Regions from separate parts of the Mus musculus genome. Here region 2 is linked to region 1. Evidence: chromatin contacts called from public Hi-C data. All regions are on one chromosome and are shown on one strand. The core of a region is the stretch at or near the end of the contact, and the rest is flanking DNA. Distances in the headings are between cores, read along the strand shown. Region 1 overlaps Cyp7b1 (cytochrome P450, family 7, subfamily b, polypeptide 1). Region 2 has its middle 240 kb from the start of Gm30789.

What was found. Hi-C and Micro-C count contacts between places; a contact is called where the count stands out from the background.
Region 2: a contact with region 1 is called in a Hi-C map of liver, with 4 times the contacts expected there. The contact joins two enhancer-like sites. A contact is called at or near these places in 2 of 39 promoter capture datasets (the C10 cell line and cranial neural crest) and 1 of 484 Hi-C or Micro-C datasets (liver).

Annotation. Positions count from the first base shown.
Region 1 is chr3:18,168,411-18,172,162 of GRCm38.p6, forward strand. All of the region lies in intron 1 of Cyp7b1 (cytochrome P450, family 7, subfamily b, polypeptide 1), which reads right to left. Among named protein-coding and RNA genes, the nearest start is that of Gm23686, 7.3 kb to the right of the region's middle. Within about 2 kb of position 1,366, at least 2 of the 459 cell types and tissues checked have an H3K27ac peak or open chromatin away from gene starts, as enhancers often do. A contact at or near this core is called in liver, where this site is marked.
Region 2 is chr3:18,879,985-18,883,769 of GRCm38.p6, forward strand. No RefSeq gene overlaps it. Among named protein-coding and RNA genes, the nearest start is that of Gm30789, 240 kb to the left of the region's middle. Within about 2 kb of position 1,422, at least 3 of the 459 cell types and tissues checked have an H3K27ac peak or open chromatin away from gene starts, as enhancers often do. A contact at or near this core is called in liver, where this site is marked.

The DNA of each region.
Region 1 (3,752 bases), core at 116-2,615:
TATACTTGATTAATTTGGAGCAATTTAGCAGTGAAAGATTAATTAAGAATTTCATCCAGTACAGGCCATCTTTCTTTTCCAATTACATCCTTTTAGAGTCATCATAACTGTTTTAATAATTGCTCAGAAAATGCTAGAAAGTATCAGGATAATACAGCAATTCACTCAGAACAGCCAAAGTCAGGAACATAGCATTTTAATATTTGGGAGCTTAACTCTGAGATATGTAAATATACTCTGTATTTAAAAACATCTTACTATAATCAGGCAGGTCTACACTGAACCTGATATTTTTATTTACATAAGATCACTTTTATTAGGTACTAAGATATTTTGCTGGAAAAAAAAAAAGAAAACAGTACTAACCTATAAAACTTACGAAATTTACCAGAATTAAAACAGAGCCATTTATGTCAACTCTAACCCAAAACAAAAAATAAAAGCAAAAAACAAGCCCCACAAAAAAAAAAAGCAAAAATAAATAACTTAAATGCTAGGACAGAAGGGTGATGGCACTAACAATGGTTTCTGATAGAATCACAGCCTTGTACAGAGGCTAGCCCAGTCTTACACTAAATTCTACAGCACGGACAACTCCCCCATGCACATTTGCTGAATCCTGAACAAACATTACCTTTGTTTATTGATCTTTATAGTCAGGATTTCAAACTGTCTTGTATGACCCTTGCCAACACATGCTTGCAGAACTGAGCCATTCCCAAATAAATATACTTTCCCTCAGTGACTGTTTTCAGGTGGCAGGGTTATTTCTGAACAAAGATTCTGTAAAATATGCTTTAAAATAGATCATGTTCATCTGTAACATTTAGCTTAATTAAGAAAATTTGGAGATATGGGGTGAAATTGAAGTTAGGGTTCTTGGTAAAGGTAAATATAAAACTTTGACTAAAATGTGCTGAGTGTGTATTATACTGAATAAAAATTTATACTTTAGGTGCTTTGCTATAAATATCCAGGAAGCTATTCTCAAAAGCACCATTTTCTCCACACTTGAGGTATTATTTATAATTTAAGCATACACTCTCTCATATTTTGGGCCTTGCAATCAGATCCCCAGTTGTAATGGAGTAGAATTCACTGTAAAAAGTTTAACAAATAAACTTTCACTCTTTGGTTTCTCATATGAAAGCTGTAACACACAATCTTGGCCGCTTCAAGACCGTAGAAAGAAAGAAGAGTTCTCATATTGCTTCCAATAGCAATTAATATGGTCCATTACATCACAATTATAATAGAAAAACAATAACAACAAAGTTGTTTTAATAAAGAGTCTGCCCTGAATCACCATGCATCACCGTCAACAACAGGAAACCTGAGTTCATGTCCTTATGATTTTTATACTGGGCCATGACCTTCCTCTGAATTTTAACCATTAGGTAATGTAATAACAGCTCTCACTGGCACACAGAAAAGAAGAGCCAAGATAACTGCTAGTGGGAAAATTTCTTAAAGAGGAAATTTATATTGATATTAAAGAAGAAGCAGGACTATGTTTGCAATTAAGTGACCAGTTTGCTAATGCCCTCTCTTAACATATAGAACTAAAATTTGCTTTGTTTTTTTGTTTTTTCAAGACTGGGTTTCTCTGTATAGCCCTGGCTGTTCTGGAACACACTTTGTAGACCAGGCTGGCCTCGAACTCAGAAATCAGCCTCCCTCTGCCTCCCATGGAATAGAAAACTTTAATAGCCCAGCTTTAAATAATAAAACACTTTTGGTGGTTTAAATGAAAAAATTTCCCTACAGGCTCATATTTTTCACTATTTGATCCCCAGCTGGTGGAACTGTTTGAGAAGAACTGGTAGGTGTGACCTTTTTAGAAGAGGTATGTCACTGGAGTTGAGCTTTGAGGTTGCTCCTTCCGAGAACACTGAGGCAAGGACTCTCTGAGTTCAAGGTCAGCCTGGGACAAAGCAAATCCCAGATTCAGGCATGGTGGTACACACCTTAATCTGTGGGAGGCCTAAATAAGGGCTTTGGAAGAAGGAAGATTCACTCTTTTCCAAAATCTATAGAAGACCAGCTTAAACTATTAGCCTCATGTGTCTGAACAACTACTAGATTATTGGGCTCCCTAATTATAGCTGCCCAATTTTGGTTTAGTTGGACTATAGACTATAAGTCATCACACATCTCTTAATATACAGAGACATTCCAGAAGTTCTATAACTCTGGAGAACCTTGACTAATATAGTATCAGAATTCCTGGTCATTTAAGTCATAATTTATACCTTATAAAGTCCTCCTGTTATCTATCAAATGAGGTATAATTAGTGCATTATAGTTTTAGGAGAGCTGCAATATAATAAAATAGTGGTTCACTTGCAAAGCTTTCATGAAAGAAAGAATAATAATAATACATATTGAGATCACTTATTTGATCCTGATTTAACTTTGGTGCCTTGTATCTGTCTTGAAAATTGTTCATTTCATCCAGAATTTCCAGTAATGTTGAGTATAGGCTCTTGTAGTAGGAGCATATGATTTTTTGGATTTCCTAGGTTTCTGTTATGTCTCCCTTTTCATTTCTGATTTTGTTGATTTGAATACTGTCTCTGTGCCCTCTGGTTAGTCTGGCTAAGGGTTTATCTATCGTGTTGATTTTCTCAAAGAACCAGCTACTTGTTTGGTTGATTCTTTGTATAGTTCTTTTTGCTTCTACTTGGTTGATTTCAGCCCTGAGTTTGATTATTTCTTGCCATCTACTCCTCTTGAGTGTATTTTCTTATTTTTGGTCTAGAGCTTTCAAGTGTGCTGTTAAGCTGCTAGTGTAAGCTCTCTCCAGTTTCTTTTGGGAGGCACTCAGAGCTATGAGTTTTCCTCTTAACACTGCTTTCTTTGTGTCCCCTAAGTTTGGGTATGTTGTGCCTTCATTTTTATTAAATTCTAAAAAGTCTTTACTTCTTTCTTTATGTTTCTTGACCAAGTTATCACTAAGTAGACTCTGTTCAGCTTCCAGCTGTATGTGGGCTATCTATTCTTTTTGTTGTTATTGAAGACCAGCCTTAGTTCGTGGTGATCTCTTAGAATGCATGGGATTATTTAAACATTCTTGTATCTGTTGAGGCCTGTTTTATGACTAGTTAAATAGTAAGTTTTGGAGAAGGTACCATGAGGTTCTAGAAGAAGGTACATTCTTTTATTTTAGGAAAAATGTTCTATAGATATCTGCTAAATCCATTTGGTTCATTACTTCTGTTAGTTTCACTGTGTCTCTGTTAAGTTTCTGTTTCTAGGATCTGTCCATTGATGAGAGTGGGGTGTTGAAGTCTCCCACTAATATTGTGTGAAAAGAACTTAAAGTCTCTGAAGAAATAAATCAAAAAAGATCTTAGAAGATGGAAAGATCTCCCATGCTCATTGTACTGGCTAGTTTTGTATCAACTTGACACAGCTGGAGATATCACAGAGAAAGGAGCTTCAGTTGAGGAAATGCCTCCATGAGATCCAACTGTAAGGCATTTTCTCAATTAGTGATCAAGGGGGAAAGACCCCTTGTGGGTGGTGCCATCTCTGGGCTGGTAGTCTTGGATTCTATAAGAGAGTAGGCTGAGCAAGCCAGGGGAGGCAAGCCAGTAAAGAACATCCCTCCATGGCCTCTGCATCAGCTCCTGCTCCCTGACCTGTTTGAGTTCCAGTCCTGACTTCCTTTGGTGATGAACAGCAGGGTGGAAGTGTAAGGCCATGCAGTGTTTTGGAGATGCCAGTACCATGAGATGACCACCAAGAGC
Region 2 (3,785 bases), core at 172-2,671, 710 kb after region 1:
AATCCATAGTCGTTCATTATAAAGTTTCTAACCAACTGTAATCTCAACATGAATGAATTAATAGTTTGCACCTCTCAGAACTCTGTCCTCAATTTCCCTTATCTATTTTTGTCTTAGAGTTTTTACTCCTGTGATGAAACATCATCACAAACATCATCTGGGGACGAAAGTTCCTACCTTGCTTATACTTATCCCCATCAAAACTTATCCTCAAAGCAAGTCAAGACTTAAACTTGAGGCTAGAAGGAATTAATGCAGAAACTGTGGAGGGCACTGCTTACTAGCTTGTTTCTCAAATCTTGCTCAGCTTGCCTTCTTATAGGACTCAGGACCACATCCCTAAGGATAACAACACCCACAGTGATCTGGGCCCTCCCACATAAAAAAATCATTTAAGAAAATGTACCACAGGTTTGCCCATTGGCCAATTCAGTGGTGGTACTATCTCCACTGCTATTCCCTCTTCCAAAGTAACTCTATCTTGTGTCCAATTGACATAAAACTATCCAGCACAGCTCTGGTTTACTTGATATTGTGACTTATTGAAGGAATCATCCCTAAAACCTATGCTGCACTTTTATTTTCCCCACATATACAGCAACAGCTCACAATGAATCCTTACTGTAAAACAAGGCCGTTGCAGATGCATTTAGTTATGATAAAGTCACACCTCAGGAGGATAGCCCCTTTGTCTGCCCTACACCTATGTAAGTAAGGAGACATAGGAGAAGAGCCCTGTAAAGCAAATGGCTATTTGAAGACAGGAAGTAAAGATAAGAGGTATTCCAGGAAGAACACAAGACTCCCCGAAATTGAAAGAAACAAAGACTTCTCTGGAGGAATCACGGGGGAGTCTTGCCATGCAAACATGTACATAGTGCACTCCTCATCCTCAAAACTGTAGAACAATCCATAATGTTTCACATCACACAACATTTATTGTTTTTGTTTTGTTTTTTATGGAAGTCCTGGCAAACTATTGCACAGAAGAGTTAAGTGTAAACTTCCAGAAACATACAGAAATTCGCCTCACCCTTTTACCCCAACATGATACTAGGCAAACAGTGAGCAATCTTCCCTGAACCATTTTCTACATCCTTAGGTTCCTACCTCCTGACATGCAAAAGTGCCCATGGAAACCAATGAACCAATGGTTGGTCGCTTTTCTCTAACATCTTTACACTTTTCTTTCACAGAAGCCAAGAAGTGATGGGCCAGTGAGTGGCATTTCACAGCAGAATTTGCCAACTTTTAAAAACCCACTCAATGCACAAAGGCTGCAGTAAATTCCCTTCTCACTATCTCTAGATAGATGATATCTTCTTGAGCAACTGACTCAAAAATAACACTCCCAATACTGTCAGGAAAAAGTAAACAAATTCAATGGGACCAAACTCCAGAGAGCTGACCTGGGTTCATCTGTCCTCCTAGTTAATTCAAAGAGTGATTGGCAACACCGATCCTCCTCCTCATCTGCAAAATGAAAGCTGGGCAAACAAAAGCAGTTTAAGATCTGCTTCTCTCCAGGTGACCTGCTCCCACTCAGGTGAAGCGAGAGGCCTAAGATTTCAAATGCTAGGGCCCCTGCATTTTCTATTTTTCCTTGTTTATGCTTTTAATTATATTCCAATGAAGTGAAAGGCAGCACAAATAAAACACAGATTTGACTTTTTAAAACCTGGATGTCATAACACTTCCCACCTGCCTTTTAAATTAACGGAGGCAAATAGTGCTGCTCCTCCCCCCCCCCCCCCCCCCCCCCCCCCCGTTTAACAAAGAACATCCTCTCCTCCATATTTGGTGCTTCTTTTAGACACTTTGGGTTAATAGCCTGATCCACCAGACACATTTTCTCAGGATAGAACCAGTGCGAGTCAGCCAGTTCCTTTATGGGAAATGACATCCGGAGGCTGGGACCAGATTTCTGTAAGCCCACTGTGATCCACACACCGTTGAAGCAGCTAGGAGGATGTGTGTGGATCAGTCAGATGGTACCCGCAGCTGCTATAAGCCCCTGTGAAGTGTTCTGACCTCCTGTATCTGGCATTCCTTATAAACTTCCCTCCTGTGGCCCCATGTTTGCAATAATGAGATCCTCGAAGACAACCCTTGGTCAGGAATAGAAATTGTAATAATAGGCTTTCGGGGAATGGATTAATGGAAAGGAGAATGAGATATATGTTGCTGGGATTGTTTGTTTATTTATTTATTTATTTATTTATTTATTTATTTATTTTGATAGGAAGGACTTCTTTTCCTATAAATCTTGAGCGTACTCCTTTTTTGAAAGCTCAAGTCCCAGTACTGCAATTAGCACCAGGCACTGGAGAGGAGCCATCAGAGCCAACCCTTGATTTCAAGGCAGATTTCCACTTGTGTTTCCCACCAGGTACAAGCGTCTAAAAAGGTTGGGTGGACTGAGGCTTAGAAAGCAATCAGTACTCAGCACAAAGCCTTCAGAGTAACTAGCACTCAGTTTAGAATTGCTTTTATTGTTTCATTTTTTAACTTGAAGACCACATCAAAGGTGAAAGCTTATGCATGGTTGTTTTACCATGCCATCTTGCAGCAGTTTTTCTGAGGACTTTGTGTGGATTTGTTGACAAGTAAAAAAATTGGGTCAGAATCGTTTCTCACTCTACCATGACATTCCTTGTGTTATTTTTTTTTATATAGACTTTAACTTAGGTGAATCATGTATCACTTTTCAAAACAATGACAAAAGAAATTAGCTGAGTCAGAACATGGTCTGGCCTATCTTACATGCTTTATCATGACAATTACCAATGATTTTGCCATACAATAGCATTTCTATTTTGCCAGAAAGCAATTGTATAGAGAAAAGATTCTGTATTGGAAAAGTTTTATTATGCCTTTGAAGAGACTTTTAAGAGGATTTAAGACATTTCAACGAGCACTTAGTTATATCATTTATAGTTAAAAGGAAATTGAGAATATTACAAAATATTTTGATAATAGAATTATGATTTAATATCATTTCAGTGTAATAATCTTATAGAACAAACAGAAAACAATTATAACAAACATAGTTGTCATAAAAGTAAAGTGTGGCTCTTGAAGTTCAATAATAATTATGCAAGGACCATAATTAAACTACAGTAATTAGTAGCACAAAAGAAGTAGATTCAGGTGGGCACAAATACTGTGTGGGGAATTCAGACTGTAGCAAATGAGGCTTCTACTGCCAAAGCAGGGCAGACAATGTGCTGACTTCTAAGCATAGGCCAGTCAGGGAGTCTGGAGTCATCTTCATTTCACATAGAGAATATTATAAACCTATATTGCTCTGAAAAATCTAAAGTCATGCCCTACTACACAGTCTATGGAAGTTATGGACCTTTTTTCCAGTATATTAATATGTGCAGTTTTGGCCTGTTGTCTCCAGCCATTCGCAAAGTCATTCAAGAGTCTCTGAACAGAAAACACAAAATACAGTTTCTCTTGGTCCCAAATCCGGAGTTATCAACTGGAGGGGGAATTTCCCTAATTGTTGAGTGGCTAATAAAGACAACAGATGTCAATCACTGGGTGACTATATAAAGGCAGGATTTCTGGGCAGAACAGGAAGAGAAAAACGGAGAGGATTGAAGTCAGACAAGATGGTGGAGCAGATAGGAAGGCAGACATGTAGGTTTCTCGTGGCTCCATTAGTTTGTACCCTTCACAGGTACCTGCAGAGGCCAAGGAGGATGGGACAGGATATTCTTCACCCAGCAGTTGTGATATCTAGCTGGTTTTAAAGTATTAGAACTGTCTGGTGTTTT